Linked DNA regions of Sus scrofa: region 2 is linked to region 1. Evidence: chromatin contacts called from public Hi-C data. All regions are on one chromosome and are shown on one strand. The core of a region is the stretch at or near the end of the contact, and the rest is flanking DNA. Distances in the headings are between cores, read along the strand shown. Region 1 holds the start of THUMPD3 (THUMP domain-containing protein 3). Region 2 overlaps SETD5 (SET domain-containing protein 5).

The links. A called contact is a pair of places that touch in the nucleus more often than the background predicts.
Region 2: a Hi-C map of skeletal muscle shows a contact between it and region 1, with 2.3 times the contacts expected there. The contact joins the enhancer-like site here to the promoter of THUMPD3 in region 1. A contact is called at or near these places in 5 of 47 Hi-C or Micro-C datasets (embryonic fibroblasts, epiblast stem cells, fibroblasts and 2 more) and 2 of 2 datasets of contacts at active chromatin or transcription factors (alveolar macrophages and skeletal muscle).

The regions. Positions count from the first base shown.
Region 1 is chr13:65,717,240-65,723,628 of Sscrofa11.1, reverse strand. It overlaps THUMPD3 (THUMP domain-containing protein 3), which reads right to left and starts at 3,073. Exons shown (of 11, transcript XR_002338099.1): 1 at 2,082-3,073; 2 at 319-606. The region is part of intron 1 of SRGAP3 (SLIT-ROBO Rho GTPase-activating protein 3); the gene reads left to right.
Region 2 is chr13:65,793,472-65,799,860 of Sscrofa11.1, reverse strand. It overlaps SETD5 (SET domain-containing protein 5), which reads right to left. Exons shown (of 25, transcript XM_013981946.2): 2 at 885-944. Among named protein-coding and RNA genes, the nearest start is that of SETD5, 37 kb to the right of the region's middle. Within about 2 kb of position 3,155, at least 34 of the 83 cell types and tissues checked have an H3K27ac peak or open chromatin away from gene starts, as enhancers often do. A contact at or near this core is called in alveolar macrophages, embryonic fibroblasts and skeletal muscle, where this site is marked.

The DNA.
Region 1 (6,389 bases), core at 1,824-4,323:
AAGCTTTTATGCTGCACCACTGAGGTCTAAGCTTCAGCTAGATGCTGAAGTAAATTCCAAGATGTGTAGCAGATACTAAGAATTTCTTCACAAGTCACAGAAGATTCTTTGTGGTAAATTCATCCTCAGGAAATATTAGGATCATTTCTACAAAAGAGAGCAAACCTACTAATCAAACTCACAAATCAGTACCCAATGGCAAACATAGTAATACTTTAAAAACACCTGATTTGGGGCAGAGCAGAGCAAAGCAAAACTAGAAAGCAACCATAAAATGATCTATTTAGAAAATTATTTTAAATATTGCTTCATTCAAACCTGAGCCAGACTTTCCACTGAAATGTCAAAATATATCTTGCCCCGGTCTTTGCTGATTTTGCATGATGATCCCAATTTCTCTCTCACTTCATCTGCAGCTGTTTGCTCAAAACCAGTAGGCACAGTGGCTCCAATAGTGACTCGGAGATGCTCGGACTCACTTTTGGGGCCACTTTCGGTCACTTGTGTAGAGCTCTGGTTCTCAAGAAGATTCACATCCAGGAGTGGGTTAGTGGACTCTTGAACATCAGACATACTGGCAGTGCTTCCAAGATCCTGAATATAATCCTTTCAAAAGTAGTACAGATAAAGAAATCATGCCCAAACATTATCACCTCTTATTTCAACTATAATTAAAAATATTTTCAGAGTTCCCATTGTGGCACAGTGGAAATGAATCCGACTAGTATCCGTGAGGATGCAGGTTCCACCCCTGGCCTTGCTCAGTGGGTTAAGGATCTGGCATTGCCATGAGCTGGGATGTAGGTAGCAGATGCGGCTCAGATCTGGTGCTGCTGTGGCTGTGGTGTAGGCAGGCAGCTGCAGCTCTGATTCAGCCCCTAGCCTGGTAACTTCCATATGCTGCAGGTGCGACCCTAAAAAGATTAAAAAAAAAAAAATTATTAAACAAGCAATATAGATACTATGGAAGAAAAAGAGACAGTATTTTCACAGCATCAATGTTTGGTTTGGGAGCACCTAGCCTGATAACAGCCATCACATAAATAAAACAGTTAATCCCAAAACAGAAGCTGCTAGAGCACATTCAAAAATACTTTGCTGCAGGTGCAGCCCTAGAAAAGGCAAAAAGACAAAAAACAAACAAACAAACAAAAAAATACTTTGGCATATAGTCCTGTTTCAGGAAGCAGTTAGGAACATGGGGCTTTGGGATTTCAGACCAAGGTTTGAATTCTTGCCCTCACCATTCAAAGAATGACTAAAAAAAGTTTATTCTCCAATGCCTCAACTTCCTCACCTGCCAAATGAGAACCGAAAAATGACTCTCTCTGGCAGCTGTTGAAAGACTTAAGTGGGAATAGCATACTGCTATTGAGCATACTGATTAAGGATGTCAATTTTTCTCCTTGAAGTGGTTATTCATGCATTTTAAAATGATCAAAAAAGAATACCTACTATCTAGTTACAACAAATATTTGAATGTCTAGAAGAGTCCAGACCCTGGGATCCAAAGATGGGCATCAAGAGAGATGTGAACAGTAAGCCAAATTTCCTTTACCTGAGCATTTGGTAGGATAAGGGACGAGGTGGAGTATAAGGGTCTAGAAAGCTGGGAGTGGAGATCAAAAGCTCTCAACAGATGTTCAAAGATTTTGTGAATCAAAACAACTTAAGTAGGCGCAGAGTACCTACACTGTCCTTGTTCTGAATCTGGGACAGGACACGGTGTCTAACACAAATAACATTCAGTCCCCGCCATTAAGGAGCGCACAATCAGTGATACGACTTCTATCTTCCAAATAAGGCAGATGAAGCTCACGGAAAGACCTACCAAGATCAGAGAGCTAACCAGTAGCGCCGGCTGGAATGAAACCCACGTTTCCCGACACCCACCCCCAGGGCCCAAATCACAGGAAACCCGGGGAGCTGATGAAACCCAGTAAAAGGGAGTGAGAAGGGCTCCGCCGTGGATCGGGCTGAAGTGCACCCGTCGACAGCCAGGGTCTCAAGAGGACGGTTGACTCTCCCTCCCAAGGGTCATTGGTACCCTACCCGGCCACTCCCACCCACCGCCCGTTTACCAGCCGCCTGCGCTGACCCTTCCGGCTCCGGGACCACGCTGCCCGACGCGCTCAGGTCACGCCGCCGGAAACTGCCTCGGCGCCCCGGAAACGGAAGTCGAGTGGCACGGCCATAGCGGCACCAACCTGGGGGCGGGCTCTGGTGCACGTCGGGAGGAAGAGCGTTTGTTTGCAGGGTGGACTTCGGTAGGTGGTGGTCCGCTCCTGCAGTTGCGGGCAGGACTCCCTGCAGGCAGAATCTGGAACGCCGTTGGCCTCGTCGTCAGTTGTGGTAGTGGTCGATGTTAGTGTTTATCCCGCTGGTTCCGAGTAAGCGCTTCACACACGTAAATTCATTTGTTCCAGCAACTTTCAAGCAGGGGCCACTCTGTTTTAAAGCCGGCGAACCTGAGTCTCACAGAGGCTAAATGTTTTGCCCCCAAAGTAACATGTTACCTAACGTATGTTACTATTGTTTACTTAGTATTTTTCTTTAAATACTTGAGGAAGGTTAACTGCCAAGAATTTTAAAAGAGAATTTTATTTAAGCCAAACTGAGGATTATAACCCTGGAAGGAGATTTCTCTGAAAACCCTGAGAATCGTTTTGCCTCGGAAGGCATAGCCATATACGTTTTTTGTCTTGTTTTTGTTTGTCTTTTTTGGGGCCGTACCCACCGGCATATGGAAGTTCCCAGGCTGGGGATGGAATTGGAGCTACAGCTGCCGGCCTACACCACAGCCACAGCAACGCCAGATGCAAGTTGAGTCCTCAACCTGCACCACAGTTTATGGCAGCATCGGATCCTTAACCCACAGAGCGAGGCCGGAAATTGAACCTGAGTCTTCGTGGATACTAGTCGGGATCTTTAACCACTCAGTCACGATGGGGTGGGGGGAGTCTTGTCATATATATTTTTTAGACAAGGAATCATACATCAAAATGACATACTGATATTTTTTATAAAGTTCACCAAGGATACATAGTCCAGGTAAGCAACAAGTCACCATAACCTCTTTCAGAGATGAGAAAGTACACTATTCTTTTAAGAAGTTACATTGCTGGGGTTAGAAGAAAAAAAAAATTGATCTTTGCTGTAAGCAGGCACTTCCATCTTTGAGTAGCTCTGGTTAATGTGTAAAGCACATGAGCGAGGGAGGAGGCCAAACAGAATTTTGCCTTTAATTTTTTCCTTGTCCTGCCTTAAAATATAAATTTTATTTCGTCATACATATCTTCAACTTAAATGATTTTAGAAGGGCATTTTTACAGTTCAACAATGTAAAGATAACCCAGTTTAAAAATGGGCAGAGGCTTGAATATTTCTCTAAAGATGATACACATATGGTAAATAATCACGTGGAACGATGATCAATATCACTAGTAATTAGGAAAATGCAAAGTAAAGCTACGGTAAAATACCTATTTGGTTAAAAGTTTTTTTCTTTTCTTTCTTTTTTTTGTGGTCTTTTTAGGGCCATACCTGTGGTGCATGGAGGTTCCCAGGCTAGGGTTCAAATCAGAGCTGTAGTCCCTGGTCTACACCACAGTCACAGCAATGCCAGATCTGAGCCTCACCTGCCACCTACACCACAATTCATGGCAATGCTGGGTCCTTAACCCACTGAGTGAGGCCAGGGATTGAACCCATCTCCTCATGGATACTAGTCAGATTTGTTTCTGCTAAGCCACAACAGGAACTCCTAAAAGTTTTTTTCAAAATAGGCAGTTCCAAGTTTCAGTAAGAATGTGGTGGATTGGAGCACTTAGGCATTGCCGGTGGGAATGAAAAATGGTACAGCCACTTTGGAGAACAGTTTGTACTTCCCTCAAAAAAGTTAAAGAGTATTGTCGAGAAAAAAAAAAAAAAAAAAAAAAAAGGAGTTCCCGTCGTGGCGCAGTGGTTAACGAATCCGACTAGGAACCATGAGGTTTCGGGTTTGGTCCCTGCCCTTGCTCAGTGGGTTAACGATCCGGCGTTGCCCTGAGCTGTGGTGTAGGTTGCAGACGCGGCTTGGATCCTGTGTTGCTGTGGCTCTGGCATAGGCTGGGGGCTACAGCTCCGATTCGACCCCTAGCCTGGGAAGCTCCATATGCCGCGGGAGTGGCCCAAAGAAATAGCAAAAAGACAAAAAAAAAAAAAAAAAAAATAGTATTGTCATATGACTCAGCATTTCTCCTGGTAGGTATACCCAAGAGAACTGAAAGCAGATGTTCAAACAAAAACTTAGACATGAATGTGCCCAGCAGCATTGAGCATTGGAAATAATCCTAATGTCCTTAGCTGATGAATAGATAAACAAAAGTGGTATATCCACCACACAATCATACAATACAGTATTATTTGGTCATTAAAAAAGTGAAGTACTGAAGCATGCTACAACATGGACGAGTCTTGAAAACTTGCAAAGTGAAAAAAAGTCCATAAAGACCACATATGTGATTCCTTTTGTATGAAATGTCTATAATGGGCAAATTATATAGAGACAGATTTGTGGTTCAGAGCTGGGGGAATGAGGTGGGGGGATGATAGCCAAAGGGTATGGATGGGGTTTATTTTTTGGAGTGTTGAGAATGTCCTGGAATTCGATGGTAGTGATGGTTGTACCACATTGTGACTATACTATGAAACACTGAGTGGTACAGTTTAAGATATTTAAATTGGTAAATTTTACCTCAAAGGAAACTTTTGGTCTCATTGGTAACTCATCTTGCAGTTTCCTCATATGCAAAATGATAAGAGCTTTTGTAAGATTTAAGTGAGATTAACATGTTACCAGGCATATAATTAAAATAGATGGTGCCCTTAAAAATAAATACAGTGGGAGTTCCCATCGTGGCACAGCGGTTAACAAATCCGACTAGGAACCATGAGGTTGCAGGTTCGATCCCTGGCCTTGCTCAGTGGGTTAAGGATCCAGCATTGCCATGAGCTGTGGTGTAGGTTGCAGACTCGGCTCGGATCCCGCATTGCTATGGCTCTGGCGTAGGCCGGTGGCTACAGCTCCAGTTCAACCCCTAGCCTGGGAACCTCCATGTGCCTCGGAAGTGGCCCTGGAAATGGCAAAAAGACAAAAATAAATAAATAAATAAATACAGTGGAGGGAGTTCCCGTCTCTTGGTGCAGTGGAAATGAATCTGACTAGGAACCATGAGGTTTCAGGTTTGATCCCTGTCCTTGCTCAGTGGGTTAAAGATCTTGCATTGCCGTGAGCTGTGGTGTAGGTCGCAGACACAGTTGGGATCTGGTGTTGCTGTGGCTGTGGTGTAAGCCAGCAGCTTCTAGCTCTGATTAGACCCCTGGCCTGGGACCCTCTTTATGCCGTGAGTGTGGCCCTAAAAAGCAAAATAATAATAATAAAAGTAAATAAATACATAATAAAATAATACATTAATATTGATAAATAAATTTATTAATAATATTAATAATAAAATAAATAAAATAATAATAAATAAATACATAATAAAATAAATAACAACAAAATGATGTTTAAATTCTGTCCAGAAAAAAGGCTGTAAATGTAAGGCCTGTTCTCTTTTTAAGAGGTTAAATTATAATATGTTAGAGACAAAATTGCACTAAATGAGATCTTGTTGATCTAATGAATTAAAATATTGAAAAGATTCTTTACATTTGATTCAGCATTATTTAATGCATATATTTATACTATTTAAATCGTCTCATAAAACAGGTCACACATGTGGGGAAACATTATCCTAAGACAGTATTTGCCCGTGGCAGATCATGTTAGTAACAGAATTTATTGAAACATCTATTACATGTCAGACAGTCTCAGGCAGTAATGGTAAAGTGCTGAGAATTTTTTCTAGAGCTTCTATTGGAAAAGACAGACAATACAGAAAAATACACATACATTCCTATGATGATAAGTATTATGGAGAAAAACTGAGAAAGAAAGGGGGATGAAGCGTGATAGAGATGGAGGGGTAAAGCCTATCTTATATCAGGTGGTCAGGAAGGCCTCTTGGATAAGGTACCAAAGCAGAACCTGAAGAAAATGAGAAAGCAAGACTTTTGGGTATCTGGGAGAAGAGCATTCCAGGACAAGGGCAGAAACATGTTCAAGAGGGTTTAGGAGTAGCCAGCTAGGAGGCCAGCTTGGCCAGGGAGAGAATAAGGGGGAGAGGGAGAAGATGAGATGGGGTGGGTACATAGTATAGACCAATGTTTTACACATTATCACCATGACTTAGATTTTAAAATAATTAATCTGGTTGCTACATGAATGGTAGAGGGCAGGAAAGGAAGCAGTTACCAGGCCATTTCAGTGGTCCAAGTGGGAGAGAATGATGACCCAAACTAGGATA
Region 2 (6,389 bases), core at 1,906-4,405, 76 kb before region 1:
ACTTCTACTCTTGTGATGAAGCGCTTGGCTATCTTGTTCCAAATAATGCTTTCAAAATAATGGCACTTTTTTTAAACTAAAAAACAAAACAAAACCAAAGTTCCCATATAATCCTGAAACTAGTTCCTTCCCTAAAGAAGGCTCTGCAAAATGTAGCTATTAAAATGTTAACTGAAAACTTTTAACAGACCATCCATATGCAGTATTTTATTATAATTACTTTAGTTTTATAAGATAATAGTATATAGTTAGTAAACTACAGTTTACCAAGCTTAGTAGATAAAGTAGTTACTAATTTATCACATAGTTTGGAGATATGTCCTAGAAAGAGAGACAAGAATTGGAGTTCCCATTGTGGCTCAGTGGTAACCAACTCAACTAGTAACCATGAGGATGTGGGTTTGACCCCTGGCCTCATTCAGTGGGTTAAGTATCTGGCATTGCCATGAGCTGTGTTATAAGCTATAGATTTGGCTAGGATCCTGCGTTGCTGTGGCTGTGAAATAAGCTTGCAGATGAAGTTCTGATTCGACCCCTAGCCTGGGAACTTCCATATGCCACAAGTGTGGCCCTAAAAAGCAACAATAACAACAACAGCAAAGAATTAAATGTCTCTAGGTGGAACTGTTTCAAGATTTCTTTTACTTGTAAACAATTTGTCTGTCTCTCTTCCTACCAGAAACATAAACTCTGTGAAAACAACGATTTTTGTGTTTCATCCTCTGCTGTAGCTCCAAAGTTTAGAACAGTGCCTGGCACATAAAAGGTGTTTGAGAATATTCTCTGAATAAATTATGATCACCATTATATCAAAATTATAATTTTAGCCTTTATTAAAATACAAAAATTCAAACAAATTAAAAGAATTTATTTGGCTCAGTCACCTTTTTATAGACCTCTGAATATGAAGTCCCCCAAAATTATCTGCCAGTAGCTCTGAAGACCTAGAAAAAGTTGAGACATAATTAGCATAAAAGAAATAACATAGATAGACACATAGAATTCTATAGAAATAATTTTTCTGTCTTTTTAGGGCTACATCTGTGGCATATGGAAGTTCCTAGGCTAGGAGCTGATCCAGAGCTATAGCTGCTGGCCTACACCACAGCCACAGCCAAGCCAGATCCAAGCTGTGTCGGCGGCGGTGACATACACAGCAGCTTACAGCAATGCCAGATCCTTAATCCATTGAGTGGGGCCAGGGAATCAAACCCGACACTTCATGGACACTAGTTGGGTTGCTACTGCTAGGCCACAACAGGAACTTCTGGAAATAATACTTTATTCACGATTCTGTTTCATTTCTGTATATTGCCTTGTTTACCATTCTGTGTTCCACCTAGTACTATATCTTTGTCCCTTGATATTGTTATCTCACTTATTTATAAAGCCAGAACCTATTAAAACAAAGGACATAAAAGGAAAATGTCTTTATTTGACTTAAAAATTGGTAAATATTGTCTCTGGGAAATTTTTTTTCTTTCCTTCAAATGAGAATTCTCTCCCATTTCCCAAAGGATTTTTTCATCTCTCCTAGGAATGCTTCTCTTCTCTACTGACCCATTCCTAAAATCAGAGGCTCTTCTTTAGTTGAATGTCAGAATTACTCTCCAGACGGGGATCTACCATCAACTACTAAAGTTCATACTACTCCTTTCTTGCCCCCACTCCATTCCACCATCCTACTGTCCTTACTATAGGGTGGCAAATAGTTAATTCTATTTGTGGTCAACTACTCAAAGGAAAATGTGGAAAACAGAGCTTTAAGTAGCTTCCTACACTACAAAAAGGAAAGGAAAATAAGTGATGATCCAGGGCTTGGTAGGGGGGAGAGGAGGAAGGCAGAGAGTCAAATTTAACATTAGCCAGAAGGGGGTACTAAACATGTGATATGTTAACATACATAAAAATGAACAGATCTGTTTGTGGGATTCCAGTTACCAGCAATGGAGAGTAAATGTACTTTATGTTGGGAGTTCCCATTGTGGCTCAGCAAAAATGAATCTGACTAGTATCCATGAGGATGAAGGTTCGATCCCTGGCCCCGCTCAGTGGGTTAAGAATCCCACTGTGGTGCAGATCGCAGACGCAGCTTGGATCTAGCATGGCTGTGGTGTAGGCCAGCAGCTACAGCTCCAATTCGACTCCTAGCCTGGGAACACCTCCATATGCTGCAGGTGGGGCTCTAATAAGGAAAAATAAAAAACTTAAAAAAACTTTAAAAATGTACTTTACGTCGATATCTTATAGATTTCTAACTTTTTATTAAGAATTGGAAAATAATCTATTCTTTAGAAATAATTTTAAACGAGTATACTCAGAATTATAAAAATAAAAGGTATGGGAGTTCCCCTTGTGGCTCAGTGATTAACAAACCCGACTAGCATCCATGAGGATGTGGGTTCGATTCCTGGCCTTGCTGAGTGGGTTAAAGGATCTGGTGCTGCTGTGGATGTGGTGCAGGCCAGCAGCTGTAGCTCTGATTCGACTCCTAGCCTGGGAACTTCCATGTTCTGCATGTGTGGCCCTAAAAAAAAAAATACATAAAAGTTAAAAAGTATGAAGGTAACAGTAAGAGGAAGAAAAAAATTAAGTCAAAGAAGTAGACTCCCTTAGCAACAACAAAAAAGAAAGAATAACAGAAGCAAAAAGAGAAATAAGGACACGAGTATACAGAAGGGGGGAAAAGGAATGCATCAGAACTTCAACTGCATTTCAATTTACTATTTCTAGAACAATCTATCAGAACCCCAGGAAGCATAGTTAAGTTCTTGGACTCAGAAGCAGAACCAGCCTGTTGAGAAGCCACCATTTACATACAATTTCTAAGAAACAGGTTGTTATGAACATGCCAGAAATGGTTTGTAATTATTTCTGTTTAAATTGGTTTCAGAAATGGTCAACAGTCTCTGTATCTGCCATTCTGACAGTGTCTTTCCTACATGACTTGCTGAAAGCACAAGACCCATCTGATACGTCTGGTCACTCTCAGAGAAGACAGACAAAAGTGCTTTAAGAACAACTCCAATAGAGATTTGAGAAAAAGAAATTGCATCAGCCAGGTGAGCCGGAAGCAGCTGGGAGTTTAGAGTCCAATAAACAGCCAATCCAATGAAAGAAATTCAGAACAAGTCTGCTTCAGTAATCCTGTGAAGAGGACTGGCAGGAAGAGGAGTGCCGCTTCAGAAAAAGAACAGGCCTCATATGCTTCAGACAGTCTTTGTACTGTGGCTGTGGACCTTGGCCATTCTCCCAGAAATGATGCAATGCTGATGAACAAGATCTGCTACCAGAGAAACAATTGTTAACAGCCTATGCAGACAGCAACTTAGCCAAGAAGCAATCTCTGATCAATTCTCTCCAGAAACCACCAGGAAGCCAAATTTTGCTTCCTGAATTTTGGTCTCTGACAAAACATGTAAGTGAATATATATTTGGGGATATACAAACAAGCCATTTTGAGGATGTCCCTTTTTAGTTTCTTTGGCTTTTCCTCTATTATTAAATTTTAAATAAACCAATCAGATCATTTTTACTTTTATGAATTCCCACGTTAACAGCAAGCTATTTACACCAAAATTTTACACTTTTCCCCCTCACTCTCATAAAAACAAAACAAAACAAAACAAAACCCCCCAAAAAACAAAAAAAACCAAAACGTTTTGGCATGTAGTGGCTACCCTACCCTAAGAATTAAAAGCACTCTAGAATCTAGGGCCCAATTATGAGATTTCAAAGTAAAGACAAATATGTACACTCACTAAGTCAGGGCCAGAAAGGCAAATTTCATTTTAAAAATGAGGTATTTTAAAAATTATGTGAAACTCGAAGTGTTAAAAACAGGCATGGATTACAGAAAAAAAATCTTGCTTGGCTGACATAAAGGCAGATTGAATAATATCAGTTTTCAATGCCCACTTTTCTCAAGGGCAGCAATTACTTCAGATCTTATATGAGGATTAATGATAATTTTCCTCCTATTAACCACAACTTACTATCGTAGAATCTAAAATATCTTCAACTTAAAAATCCTACCTAGATTTTCATCTCCTAGGCCTGGTTTCTTTTTCAGAGCTTTGATATCAGGTTGTTCACATAGTACTGTCATAAAACTACTAGAATTTTTTCCCTCTTCACATACTAAATAAAAGACACTGTATATGTGAGAAAAAAGAATGTATACATGTATATGTAAATGGGTCACCTTGCTGTATAGTAGAAAATTGACAGAACACTATAAACCAGCTATAATGGAAAAAACAAAAATCATTATAAAAGACCCTGTTTAGTTTTCTCTAAACTCCAACTAGCCAGAAGCCATAATTAACTATATTTCTTTTTGAAAGGAATAACCCTTTAACTGGGATTCACTAAAAACACAAGTTTCTAATGCATTCTGGGAGATTTCACTGTGGCACAGTGGGTTAAGGATCCGATGTTGCCATAGCTGTGGTGAAGGCTGCAGCTCTGAACTTCCATATGCTGTGATGTGGGGGGAAATGCATTCAGTCTAATCTACTATACCTATATTTAAACTAATAAATAATGAAAATGAACAGATACACAATAACTCTGGCGGCAAAGGATCTTTATAGTAGGCCAATAAATGAATAAATTCAACTAAATTAAGAGACAAGTCAGAAAAATTTTCAATAAGGGTTAAAAGAAAATAACCATTAATTTTAAGATTCATTTTCTGAATCTACTCATTATTCAAAATTTTGCTATACATCTAGGTTGAATTGATCTTGAGTACTTCTTTCCTGGTTGTCCTATAGCAAATGGAATTCCCAGGCCAGGGATCAGACCCAAGCCACAGTTGCAATGTAGAATGCATCTGCAATGTACACTGAAGCTGCAGCAAAGCTGGATCCTTAACCCCCTGGGCAGGGCTGGGGAACCGAACCTTCGTCCCAGTGCTCCACAGATGCCATTGATCCTGTTGTGCCACAGCAGAAACTTCTATTATTAAATATTTTTATACTTAAAATTTCTACTTTTGAATGACCAAACAGTAAAAAGGGAAGATGGGGAAAGAATGGTAGAAGACATTTTTTTTTTTTTTCTATGACTACTACCCCTCAACTTGATTTTTAAATCAAAAATAGTTAAACATGCAATAAATATACAAATGAAATTTTATTAAAACCAACTTGTTTAGGAACTAATGTTGCAGCCGCATTACACGCTTATCCTTTAATTTCCAACTCACACTAAGATATCAAGGAAAAACACAGCTGTTGTACTGTAACATAAAGCTTTTTATCTTGGGAGAAGAAAAGCTATGTTAAGAGCAAGTACTACATTAAGAGTTAGGAAATGTGAGATCTAGCCTACAACTTAATTAGTTTGGTGATCTCAGAAAATCTTTTTTATAGATGAACCTTAACTTCCTCAAAGTAAAATCTTCATTAGATTTTTCTCCTGCTCTAAACTTCTATGAATCTTGGTACTGGCTCAAGCAATTCATGCAAATGTCTGAAAAGTCTCAGTTTTCTCATTTTCTCACTGTTCTGCTGACTCATAGGTGCACATGGATTATCATTTGTAGTAAATTAGAATGTAAATGGCTCCCTGAAACTTTTAAATACATGTAAACAAAGAGAAGTTACTACTAATAACCTGAATGTGGCTAAAATTTATTTTCACTGTCTCCAACAGTGTGTATTTCAATTTTGCTACAGTAAGTAATATGAGAAAAGGATATGTGAGAAACATGGGAGGAAAAAAGTATAGGAGAGGTAAGCAATAAGCATGGAAAATAAGAGATGAACTCCAAGAAAAGAGAAAGTTCAAAGATCTGGTAAAAAGTTCATTTACTTGGAGTAGTGTAAGTTTTAAGTTAGGCTTACAGTCTGGAGCAAGTTAATGCAGGCAAGGATCTAGAAGTTCAGGGCTGAAAAGAAGAAAAGAGAACTGTTGGGATAAACAAATAAGAGACTGAAGAAACATCATGATTTAGTAATTAGGAGCCAAAATAAAGTTTTCCTTTTCTCTCACCTCTTCTTCAACACTTGTTTATCCCTTGGCTCCTCTGTCTAACCTCCCTCTAGGGGCTACTGGGTTTGGCACAATAAACTGATGTCTACAAAAGCTCTAAGTTTACTAGAAGAGGTGGTAATTAAAACCTAGTTTTTTGTGGTTTTTTTTTCTGTCCTTTTGTCTTTTGAGGGCCACACCTGCGGAATATGGAGGTTTCCAGGTTAGGGGTCAAACTGGAGCTGTAGCCGCTGGCCTTCGCCAGAGCCATAGCAACCCAGGATCTGAGCCATGTCTGTGACCTACACCACAGCTCAGAGCAACGCCGGATCCTTAACCCACTGAATGAGGCCAGGGATCAAACCTGTGTCCTCATGGATGCTAGTCGGGTTCACTAACTGCTGAGCCAC